Regions from separate parts of the Hermetia illucens genome. Here region 2 is linked to region 1. Evidence: chromatin contacts called from public Hi-C data. All regions are on one chromosome and are shown on one strand. Each heading gives the region's core, a stretch centred on a gene start, on an enhancer-like site or on the middle of the called end of the contact. The rest is flanking DNA. Distances are from core to core; before and after follow the strand shown. Region 1 holds the start of LOC119659251 (calcium uptake protein 3, mitochondrial). Region 2 holds the start of LOC119660586 (GATA zinc finger domain-containing protein 11).

Region 1 (5,617 bases), core at 2,210-4,709:
ATGTGAAGGTGTTATTCATTCCCAAACCAGGAAAACCCACATACACAGACGCAAAAAGCTTTCGGCCGATCAGTCTAACAACCTTTCTGCTAAAAGGACTAGAAAGACTAGTAGATCGGTTCATAAGGGATACACATTCCTAAATGGCTACTTCACCATAGACACGCTTTCCAGAAAGGCAAATCCATGGAGACAGCACTCCATGAACTTGCGGCAAAAATTGAAAAGGCGATGTCCGAAAAAGAATACGCCTTAGGGGCATTCTTGGACATCGAAGGTGCCTTTAATTATGCCTAATTCGCGGCAATTTGTGATGCGGCAAGACGGCATGGAATCGAATCGCTGCTAATCAGTTGTATCTTTCACATGCTAGAGTGGAGAAAAATCCACATATCGGTCGACCAGAAGTCTATGGAAGCAGGATGTCTCAGGGGTTGCTCACAGGGAGGGGTTCTCTCTCCGCTGTTATGGCACTTGGTAATGGATACCCTGCTGGGCTCTTGCAGGACAAAAAAGTCTAAGCGCGTCTAAGCATTTGCGGACGACCTAGCCGTAATAATTACCGGGAAGTTTGCGGACACAGTATGTGACCGCTTGAATGCAACTCTGCGTGAAATCCACAGCTGGTGCCTCCGCAATGAACTCACGGTGAACGCTAGGAAGACTGGACTAGCTATGTTCACTAGGAACGTCAGGTGAGGCAGCTATACGCTATCCACCTCAGCAGGGGCGGAAATCCAGCAGGCACAAACAGTCAAGTACTTAGGAATGCATTTCGACTCCAAGTTAACGTGGAAGCATCATATCCAGGAACAATACCAGAAATCCTGGAGATTGCTCTGGTGCTGTAGGAATGCGATAGGTAAGACCTGGGGACTTTCACCAAAACAGGTATACTGGATGTGTACTTCCATAATAACACCCATTTTGATGTATGCATGCATCGTGTCCGGATAGCTGAGTGGTTAAAGCACAAAGCTATCGTACGGAAGGTCACGGTTCCGGATACCAGTCGACTCAGCTGTGAATGAGTACCTGAGTCAAATCAGGTAATAATCTCGGGCGAGCGCAATGCTGACCACATTGCCTCCTAGTGTACCGTTGCGGTCTTGAATAAAGTGCTCTAACACACTTCAAGGCCCTGATCCAATATGGATTGTTGCGCCAACGATTATTATTATGCATCGTCTGGTGGCCAAAACTGAACTTTGCTAATAGCAGAAAGCTGCTAACTCAGATTCAGAGACTTGGTTGCCTAAGTATTACTGGAGCAATGAGTACTACGCCGGCTGCGGCACTTGAAGCTATCCCAAATTTACCCCCCATTCACTTGGAGGTGAAACGGAAATCAGCCATCGACGCACATAGGCTCTATACCATTGGGGCGTAGAAAGGCTGCAAATCACACGGTCATGCGTCTGGAAATTCCTTGAAAAACATCCGGTAGCCCTAATGCCGACCGATCATATGGCTTCCAGATTCGTCTTTGAAAAGATATACACTGTCGTAATCACCGAAAGAGAAGAATGGTCCACAAGTGGCGATGAGTCTTTTCAGATTACAGACCTAATAATCTTCACCGACGGGTCAGTCATGGAGGATGGATCGGGCGTAGGGGTATTCTCGGAGAATCCGATTATAGAACTGGCCCGACCCCTCGGAAAAATTACGACCATATTCCAGGCGGAGATATATGCCATTTCATTGGCAGCAGAAGAATGTCTGCGACAAAAATGGAGGGGTCGCGCCATTCGAATCTGTTCCGAGAGTCGGGCGGCATTATCAGCACTAAATGACAACGGCATATCAGGTGTGGAGTTGTCATCAGGTGCTGCTGAATCTTAGTCGACTGAACCAAACATTCCTGATGTGGATGCCGGGGCACTCTAACATCGCCGGTAATGAGGAGGTTAACAGACTGGCTCGCCGAGGGTCTGGATCCACAATGGTGGGGCCAGAACCAGCTCTTGGAATCCGACCATCTACTGTCAAGTCTACCCTGAAGGGTGAAATTATAAAGATTCACGCAACCGAGTGGAGAAATTTGCACTCTTGCCGGCAAACGATAATCTTTGTGAAAGAGCCTAAGAAGTGGGACATGAAAACCCTAGTAGGGCTTTTAACGGGACACTGCTCCTTAAACTACATATGGAAAAGATCGGGGTAGTGGTTTCGGCTATGTGCAGCCAATATGAGGAGGAGGAGATGGGCCTGCACTTTTTATGCACGTGCCCGGCATCCTCAGATCTCAGACGAAGACACCTTGGCAAGGTTTGCTTCAATGAAGAATCTGAACACTCTCTGCCTCTGGAGAATGTTCTCAGATTCGCTAAAGCCTGCGAAGAACGCACGCGGGAGATCATTGAATAGGCTATTTACGGGGATAGTACAATGGGCCGAACAATGGCCTGAGTGCTCGGAGCTGCGGCTCCCCCCAGTAAACTAAACTACCGAGTTCTGGACCTTGAACAAATGGCCCTGAATTTGAAGAAGGAGGCAAGTAGAAGGTCGATAATGTCCTGTCATGTCGGGCTGACGAGGTAACGAAGAATATCGTAGAGATGGCATGCGTTTTTTGCCAGAAAAATAGGACTGCACCACTCATAAAAAGTGGCGTAATAACAACCAAGGCAATCGCCAATTAATCAAAATGATTTACATATATCATCATCGCTAGTTCCGGCTTCACCTGACTGTTCTTTATGAACGTAGACGGAACGTACTATCCCAAATCCAAAACCACAAACATGACTACGAAATATTTCCATGCGTCAATGAAGTTTGCAAAATGTACGCGGAAATGTTTGTTCTAAGCCGCTAATTCCAAGGAAAAGGCTTGACAACCTTCGCCTTGAAAGTTCGTTCATTTAAGTTTCGCGTTCATTCATTCTCGGCAGAATAAAATTTTCTTTTCAAGCAAATGAATGACACCAAAAAGATTCAAATCATTTTCGTAAACAAAACCAAATTCACAAAATGCACCAAAATACGTTACACTAGCGATCAGCTGACTGTCACGGTCCGGTCGTTTACACTTGACACATTCGGATTGTTTACATCTTACTGCTAAGCCAGAGCGAGACGGCTCTATACCATCCGTCGCCCCATCCCCTACTTACCTTGATTTTCTTCACATTGAGCGCCTGGTGGGGCTTGGAATTTGTGTAATTCACTATGGAAAACGCGACCAGGCCGCCGGCTACCAACACTGCACACTTGCCGCTATCTTTCGGTAATTGTTTTGCGCCGCGCCATTGCGTGTAATTCCGCACGGAACCCCGGAAACTTCGGAAAAGAACGCGACCACGATTTGACAGTTGACCGACGGACGCCATTCTTGTTGGGGAACTTTTCTATTTTTGGCGTGAGTCAGTTCAGCGTGAATCAGGTGCGCGAAATTAGCATCGGCCCGGTCACCCGCGGCGGGGAATAGACCGTAGAGAGACAGAGAGCTCTAGAGAGACTGATGTTCGAAAATGAGCGCAACTTCGAATATGAGCGATGTGCAGCAGGTGCAGAGAGACCACGTGCTTAGCCCCGGTTCGAAAATAACATTCTAATGATGACGTAACCGAACAGCTGATTTTCGTGATAGTGGTATGGAATTTGAACCAAGTGGAATTAGAGAGTAACGTGATTCGGATTAAATAGTCCAACGAAATGTGTGGGCATGAGAAATGCACGCAATATGGGAGGAGGAGAAATGGTTCCCGTACTAACATATTATATAGAAAGTTATATTAGATAATTCTCAAGAAATAATGGTTAAGACCACATAACTCAATAAATAAATCGGGATATCTGAAACTAGTTTTATATTCACCTTATGTGAGGCGCTTTCTATGCACGTTTTCCAAGTCATACATAGCTAAGAATATAAAATATTCCATCGTACAAATATTACCGAACTCCAGGATGGATGCTTTTTAAGGTTTTGTGTAAAACTGTGTCTTTTTTCCTCTGGGTTGGAAGGTGGAAAGGTTCAAAACGTACTGCTGGTTCCTGCCATGCAGCTATGTGAGACTTCTACTCACTAAAACCACCTCCTTCTCATTCCACTCTCCCCACGGAACTCCTATAAAGTATTGGGTCGTGGGGCTGGATCAGCTTTTAACTGCGGCTCATTATGGTTCTCTCCCTTTCTTGTTTTCGTCGTAGTTCTTGCTGTCTAAGACCGTGACTGCTATTGTGAGAGCAGGGAAGCAGAGTCCAGTCGGCTCGGATCTTCAGAGCCGGTTCGTAGCTTTCACAAAGGAAAGCAGCTCTCTCATCCTGCAGCTAGAAATCTCTCCGAGGTCCCCAGAGCCTGACTCCTCCGCAGCTTCGCCAACGCTCGTAAGCCTTCGCCATCTAAGGCCCGAGGCTGCTAAGTAGTGCGAGTTGCCTCCACCCCTGATAGCCGCCAGCAAAAAGTCGACTATATTCACCGAAGGGCTGCCAAGAGCAGAGCTTCGCCTGGCCAATCAGGCAGTTCGTTCATTCCACTCTATGTTCCTGTCCGGGAACCCAAAGGAGGGTGACCTTGAGCGTGTGACCCATACGGTTCACCGCATCTCTGCACTGTCCCACCAGGTTAGAGGATGTCGTCGCTGAGTACAATGCCTTGATGACCGCTTGGTTGCCGATCAAAATAGCTATCTTCCGCTTGGGGCTCGGATCTCCCTCCAGCCATCGACAGACTTTCAATATCGCCAGTACTTCCCCTTGGAATACACTAGCGAAACCTGGTAGACCATACGACTCGGATACACTGCGTCTATTAGAGAAAACCCTTGCGCCGACTCCAGAGAGCTTCTTTGATCCATCGGTAAAGAATACTGAGTCATAACCTTGCAACACGATGCCGGTCTTCTACATTGCCCTGATTGGAAAGTCCACAGCAAACTTTCTCGTGACGCTCTCCTCTTGCACACGTGGTTCTTTGAATCCTATTGTATTTTTTGCTCAAGGCCTGCCACCATACAATAGAGCAGCTGCAGTTAGGATCGGACGCACTACAACGGTGTACATCCAGAGAACCATTCTCGGCCGGTGACCCCATTCCTTTGCAAAGTTTGTCTTGCAGGCATAAAAGGCTATCCAGGCCTTCTAAACCCTCAGTTCTATGTTCAATCTCCAATTTAGCTTTGGATCCAGAGTTACACCCAGATACTTTACATTAGAGGAAAGAACCAATCTTTGTTCATTCAAGTGGTGAATGGCATCAGTTTAGTTAGATTTATGCCGAGTCCACATCTTGCGGACCACAGGCACAGCGTTGCGCTCCTTTCATGATATTGTTCATAATAGACGACAGCACCCCTGACACTAATATCACCAAATCGTCGGCATACGCCACCACCTTCACTTCGTTGCTCTCCAATATTCGTAAAATTTCGTTCATTACTATTAACCAGAGCACCGGAGAGATGGTGCAACCTTGGAGCATGCTTCTATTTACAGCTCCCGTCAAGTGGTTGCCTCCCAGATCCAACTGGATTTTCTTGGTACATAGCTATGGATATAATCGAATACGTAAGATACCCTTCCAATCCAATACTGGTCAAGGCTTCCTTGATAGCGTACTTACGTTGTTAAAAGCCGCCTCTATATCCAAGAAGGCAGCTGCCTGCACTGC
Region 2 (5,617 bases), core at 1,817-4,316, 540 kb after region 1:
ACCTTAAAAGCTTCGTGTCTTCTAAACTATCTACGTAACCTGGCGAACTGGTATTGGTAAAAAGCCGATTCATAAACTCGCATGACTACCTTTCAGACAAATCTAAACTTGTTGGTGTTTTGGGTTAAAGTTTTTCGCAAAAAAATTCGCGCAGATAAACCTAAACGACATGGGCCACATGCATAGTTCGGCACTAGTAGCGTTATGTGGAGATGTCTAGCGCCTCGTCGTGAAGACCTCCGAATTCTGGATCGTCTACTATTCATTCTTGGAAATTTTTGGTTCTTTTTGCAACGCTCCAAACAATAAAAAGTGTAACTTACAGAAATGGTCGGTTTTTTGCAATAGAACAGCAGAAAGCTATCGCAGAATTCCTCGGGATTGATACAGTGGAAAAAAGCCAAATCTGGTCCGTTGAAAGAAAAAGATCATTTCGCTGATGGGAGGCGCAGCAAAAAGCGGTCGTGCGCCCGCGACCGGTGGTTTTCTTGGTTTTATGGCTTTCTCGGGGCTATTGCATGATTTCATATTGTTTGTTTGAGAGACTGGACAAAATGCCTGTCACGGCTGGTCCCGCAGGTATACTTTGGAATTTTTGGCAACACTCACTCAATATCAACACACATTGGCGGGGGGGAACGACACTTTACATAATTTCTCGATTGCAGCATCCTCCGCTGGCCTCGGAAGTTCTTCCGTGCACTTTTCATTCATATTTTTTTGATTTTCAACTATTTTTCACTTTTTTTTCAATTTTCAACTGATTTTCTCAGGATTTCTCGACACCGTTTTTTGCATAACTTTCTCTTGCACTTTTTCAACGTGATCCTGTTACATAAAACAATTCGCTTGAGTGGCAAAAATGAGAGTTGAAAAACGGACGGAAAAGAGGAAAACTGAAAAAAAGAAAATCGAACGGAAAAAGAAAAACTGCAGATTTCGCGAAGACGTCGACCGTCTGAGATTTCCGCGCGGACACTCACTCACTTTTTTGAGTCGTTCTGCGCGCGAGGGGGCAACCGGCCGTTCGGGTAATTTTTCTGTTTTCTCGCGGTCTGATTTTCGGGGTTGGGGTGGTAGCGTGGTGGGGGCACTTTTTTGTCAGTCGCTCGCAAATCGTGTCACTTCGTCCTCTTTTAGTTTCCGTCCAACGATCTCGTCCGCTTACGCACGCAATCAAGCACGCACTGAAGAACCTTTTCCACACACGCTCGCTCCGACGCTTGGCCCAAAACGCACTTGACGGGCGAACGGCCGCCCAACACTGGCTGCTGCACTGGCCGTGGACCGGTGCGGTGTGTCGCACGCATCCGACCGGCAACTGCAACGTTCTGCTCGCGGAAAACCTCGTCCCAGTCGCCGATCAGGAAAACTCAATGGGAAATTTGCAACGAAAGCGACATTTGTCGCGATTTCTATCTTCCGCGGATGTCCCAGATTTGTCGGACTACCATCGGCGGCGACGTTTTCGCGACATCGTGGTTTCACCACCCACTTTCGATTTCTGATCTTCCTCCAGGTACGGCTGTGCAGAAGTTCGAAAATTGCGGATGACTGGGGTGTCCACCCCACGGAAGGCCCTGGAAAAATGTTTGAGGAAAGGGAAGTGAAGGTTGCAAATAAACCGGGGATTTCTCCGTACTTGTGGAGCTGAGTCCTGTCACTAGTGTCAGCTGCTATGATGCTGGCGGTCCACTCCTCAATCTATTCAAAAACCGAATACATTTCATCAGTCCCAGCAGGACCCTCAGATATAGAAGAAAAAATTCTATCGAAAAATTTTCAAGTACGGGAAGTTGGACTCCCTTCGGATCCTCCAAATTAGTCGCGGGGCTTCTACAGACCTAGAAGAAACAGCTGGCCTACCAAGGACTCTTCGGGAACTTGTCCTTATTCAGAAATATGCAAATGCATAGAAGAAACGCTTCCACTTCTCAACATCAAACAGGTCTGCGGCTCAAAAAGAAAACTGCGAACTCCGTCAGTATCGAAGCAACGGGAAATCCAGGACACTAAACAGAGTTGGCAGAATGAATCCTAGTTCAGCAGACAAGATCCAGCTCTTACACCCCAAATGCTGCGAGACGAAAAAAAAATCCATGAAACCCGGAAAATGCTCAGACAATCCACTTTGAATTGAAAAATGTCCTTTTGGAATTTCCTGACCTTACTATCCGCCTGGGAAGCAGCCTTACTGGGCTGCCAAACCAACAACTCTGCCGCAAGTATTCCTTCAGCCAAACAGGGCTCCTGGACTTGGGCCGTAACCTACTACGTGCGACGTCCTAGGCCTCCCCTGAAAGCACTCAAAACAGAAAAAGGTGAACGCTCTGCCGAAAGTACAGGTCTCTTGGCTGATTACGAAATTATCAAACTCATAACAAGTGCGAATTGCCGAGTGGCCAAACAGAGATACGTTTGATTGGCAGGTGAACGACCGGCGTTCGCTCTGGAGAACACCCTCCACGTGTGGCTGTTGCGCAATTCGGATCCAATTTCGGCGTAGAAGGAACCCGCCACCTGGACTTCCAGCTAAGGATCACGTCCCCCGAATATCCCTCGCATATCCTAAATGGTTGAGTGAGATTTCGCGTGAAGGACACGATTTTTCAATTCCCGCAGAGTCGCAGCAACGCCGGTCCGTTAACGGAAAAGGAAATAATTCCCCAATCCCAAGACTGTCCCAACTGCAACGAGCTCTATCGAAACATTCGGAATTATTGCAAAAAACGCTGGCTAAGATTTTCGTCACGAATTCAAAGTCCTTGGAGGTATCCCGACTTCCCGGCTTGGTCGCGTTCCCGCTTGATACCGATCGGTTTGAGTCTCAGATCGCCGTGCGACTGAGCTGAATGAAAATCGCCACCAAGTTTCGCATTCGCAGCTACCCCACGGGAGCCCCAACCCCCGTCAAAATCGAGAGGAAAACTCCACCAACCGTAATCTCGCGAAAATCTCCGTTCAGTTACCGCAACTTCGACAGTGTCGTCGACGTGAGCGTCAGCGCGAAGCGTCTCCGGCACAGACCCCACGTACAATCAATCGCGTACAACCTCAATGGTTGCCGAGAACGGACTGAGTGGCATTTTCTTATCGCTGTGCCGGTCTCCGACTGCCCGACTTGTCTCCCAATTGGGACGCCACAGCGCGTCATCGATTTGATAAGAATCCCTGCACACGGAGGGGAAGTTGGATGTGACGCAGGCGGTGTGGGTTTGAGAAGCGCTCGGTGCATCGCGCGCCCGGTTGTTGACCCCGATATGCACTTGTGCAACGAGCTGCAGCCGAGTGCAGTGGATCGAAGCATCGGGTTTGCACCTCCGCTCTGTGCAACATGTTGCGCGAGGAGGCTCGCTACTCGTGATGTAAGCCGGCGTAGAAGCGTACGTCGCGCGGCGGGCATGGAAGTCACGCGAAACTTGTTTTCGAATATTCGCACGGTGCTGGGTGGCTGGCGATAATTACTGGCGGCGTTCGGTCGATTCGTCACCCACTTTCCGAATTTTTGCCAAGCGAGTGACGTTACTGGCCGCAATGTGATGAAACTTGTTGTGCTCACGATTCGTGGACTACGTGACCTTCTTCCCGGAGGATTGGAACCACAAGGCGAGCACGCTGACGGGTGCGAAGCGGAAGTTGACAAAATGTTTATTCGTAACGACCACGCTTTATTGATTCTAAGAAGCAGTCGTGATGGTGCTGCGGACTTTGGAGCTTGCATTTTTGCGGACAGTCTTCAGATGAAAACGGAACTGCTAGCGGTGGGCAATCATTGAATGATTCCGGAAATCATGGCATCTCCGGGGAATCCCGGTGTACGTGCTTTCGAGCTGAGTAAGCATCTTTGCAGTTTTCGTTGCATTGTTTTTATTAATGCCTTGATTTCAGTATCCATAATTTTTTTTAGCAATTAGAATGGTAAACGCCTTAGGAGGTTTTTTGAATCGTTTTTTTGGATCGTCAATTGAGCTAACCCAAAATATGCTGCAGAAATTTCAAAGCGAAATTTGCGTTCCTTTAGATTTCATGAGGACTATCAGGTACAGGCTCAGGTACGAGCGCCCAGAAGTTAGCCCTTTTATGCCCTTACGTAATCTTGTAGCGCTATGTAAATAACGTATTTATAAATGCTTGGCGTCAGTGCGTTTTACGAGTATATTTGCATTTGTTGTAATTGCATTTTATTTCTAATTAAGAGTGAGAAATGCTTTCATCTTCAAAAGGCGACTTTGCAAACAATTTTATTCTCAAACGCGTTTTTCTCAAAATGACTTTTTTTTACATTTGCAAAAAGGAGCTATCACCACACCTGCAGTTAGGTATAAAATGAAAATCCATCTACGAGAAGAAAGAGAAACTTAGGGTCCGATGCAAATAACCCGCAGGAATCATCTGACTTGGTGACTGGGTCGGGCTCTCGTAATTAACAGCACGGCGTCCAAAAGTGTTGCCCCGCCTGCTACAGCTGTTCGCCATAGCCTGTGGCGACCACTTCAGCAGGCTCGCGTAAGCAGCGGATGGAGGAGAAACAAATGAACCCCTTTATGATCCGCTCCTACTACGAAATAATGGCAGGCTCGCGTACAACATCTTATCACCCCTTGTTGCACCAGAGATTCATCGAGCGTTTCCCGCAATTCGCGTACGTGACTGTGCAGCGACTCGCAATCCAGTATTACTCGCAGCGACTCAATCCCGGCCACCATCAGGGAGTGTGTTCGACTTAGGGTCGTCGGGGAAACTGGTGACCAAGAGCCGATAGGATCAGGGGCGACGGCATCAATAACACCATGCCGCACTGTAGGTAGAACAGGTACTCCCAGGCTCTATGCATCTCCAGCAACTCCGGGAATTCCATCTCAAATCAATCATGAGATTGCATCTCGGCTGTGTGCTGACATGTCGCTGCTGCAACTATTATACAATCACTTGTGTATTGTGGTGCAGTTGCGGCTGTCAGATTGCACGGTCAGAAGATTCGCTTTCGTGTTATTGGTTTGAGTGACCAAAGAGATCCACCATGGAGAATTCGTCTGGAACGTCGGCGGGACTCACTAAGGCAGGACATTGCTAGACTGATTCAGATCAGCGCTGGCAATGCAGTGCAGAGGGTTTACCGGAACTATGCCATCCCCTGTGAGACACCCGTAGTTGAAAATCTGGACACAAAAAAGCAGAAACAGCAGCAGCAATCTGTCGAATTTGTCCAAGGACCAGAAGGGTTGCCGAATTGGCCCAAGGGGTTGCAAAGAGCAAATCATTATCGACTCGGTAGTTGTAGGACATGCAACCAGACGTAAAAAAAAACACTTTAGTTGTTATATCGATTATGCCAAGGTTAACCGATGTGTTAGGTCTGTATTACATTAATCCCAAACTAATAAAGTTTTTGGCGACAAGCATGGCACTGAACCTCCTTTCGTGGCTACTGAATGATGCTAGAGGGCATGGTTTCGCAATAAAATATGGCTACGTGCTAAGTGTGAGCTGACACACTTGATGTACTTAGATCACATCAAGCTGTATGCTGGTACTGATGACCACCTTAGGAATCCGTTGCGAACAGCAGATATGTTTAGCCGTGATATTCGTATGGAATTTGGATTAGACAAGTGTC

Evidence for each region. A called contact is a pair of places that touch in the nucleus more often than the background predicts.
Region 2: a Hi-C map of whole body shows a contact between it and region 1, with 5 times the contacts expected there. The contact joins the promoter of LOC119660586 here to the promoter of LOC119659251 in region 1. A contact is called at or near these places in 2 of 2 Hi-C or Micro-C datasets (an unstated tissue and whole body).

The regions. Positions count from the first base shown.
Region 1 is chr6:67,208,786-67,214,402 of iHerIll2.2.curated.20191125, forward strand. LOC119659251 (calcium uptake protein 3, mitochondrial) reads right to left here and starts at 3,460. Exons shown (of 11, transcript XM_038067237.1): 1 at 3,120-3,460. The coding sequence starts at 3,335.
Region 2 is chr6:67,753,515-67,759,131 of iHerIll2.2.curated.20191125, forward strand. LOC119660586 (GATA zinc finger domain-containing protein 11) reads right to left here and starts at 3,067. Exons shown (of 6, transcript XM_038069255.1): 1 at 2,939-3,067; 2 at 651-828.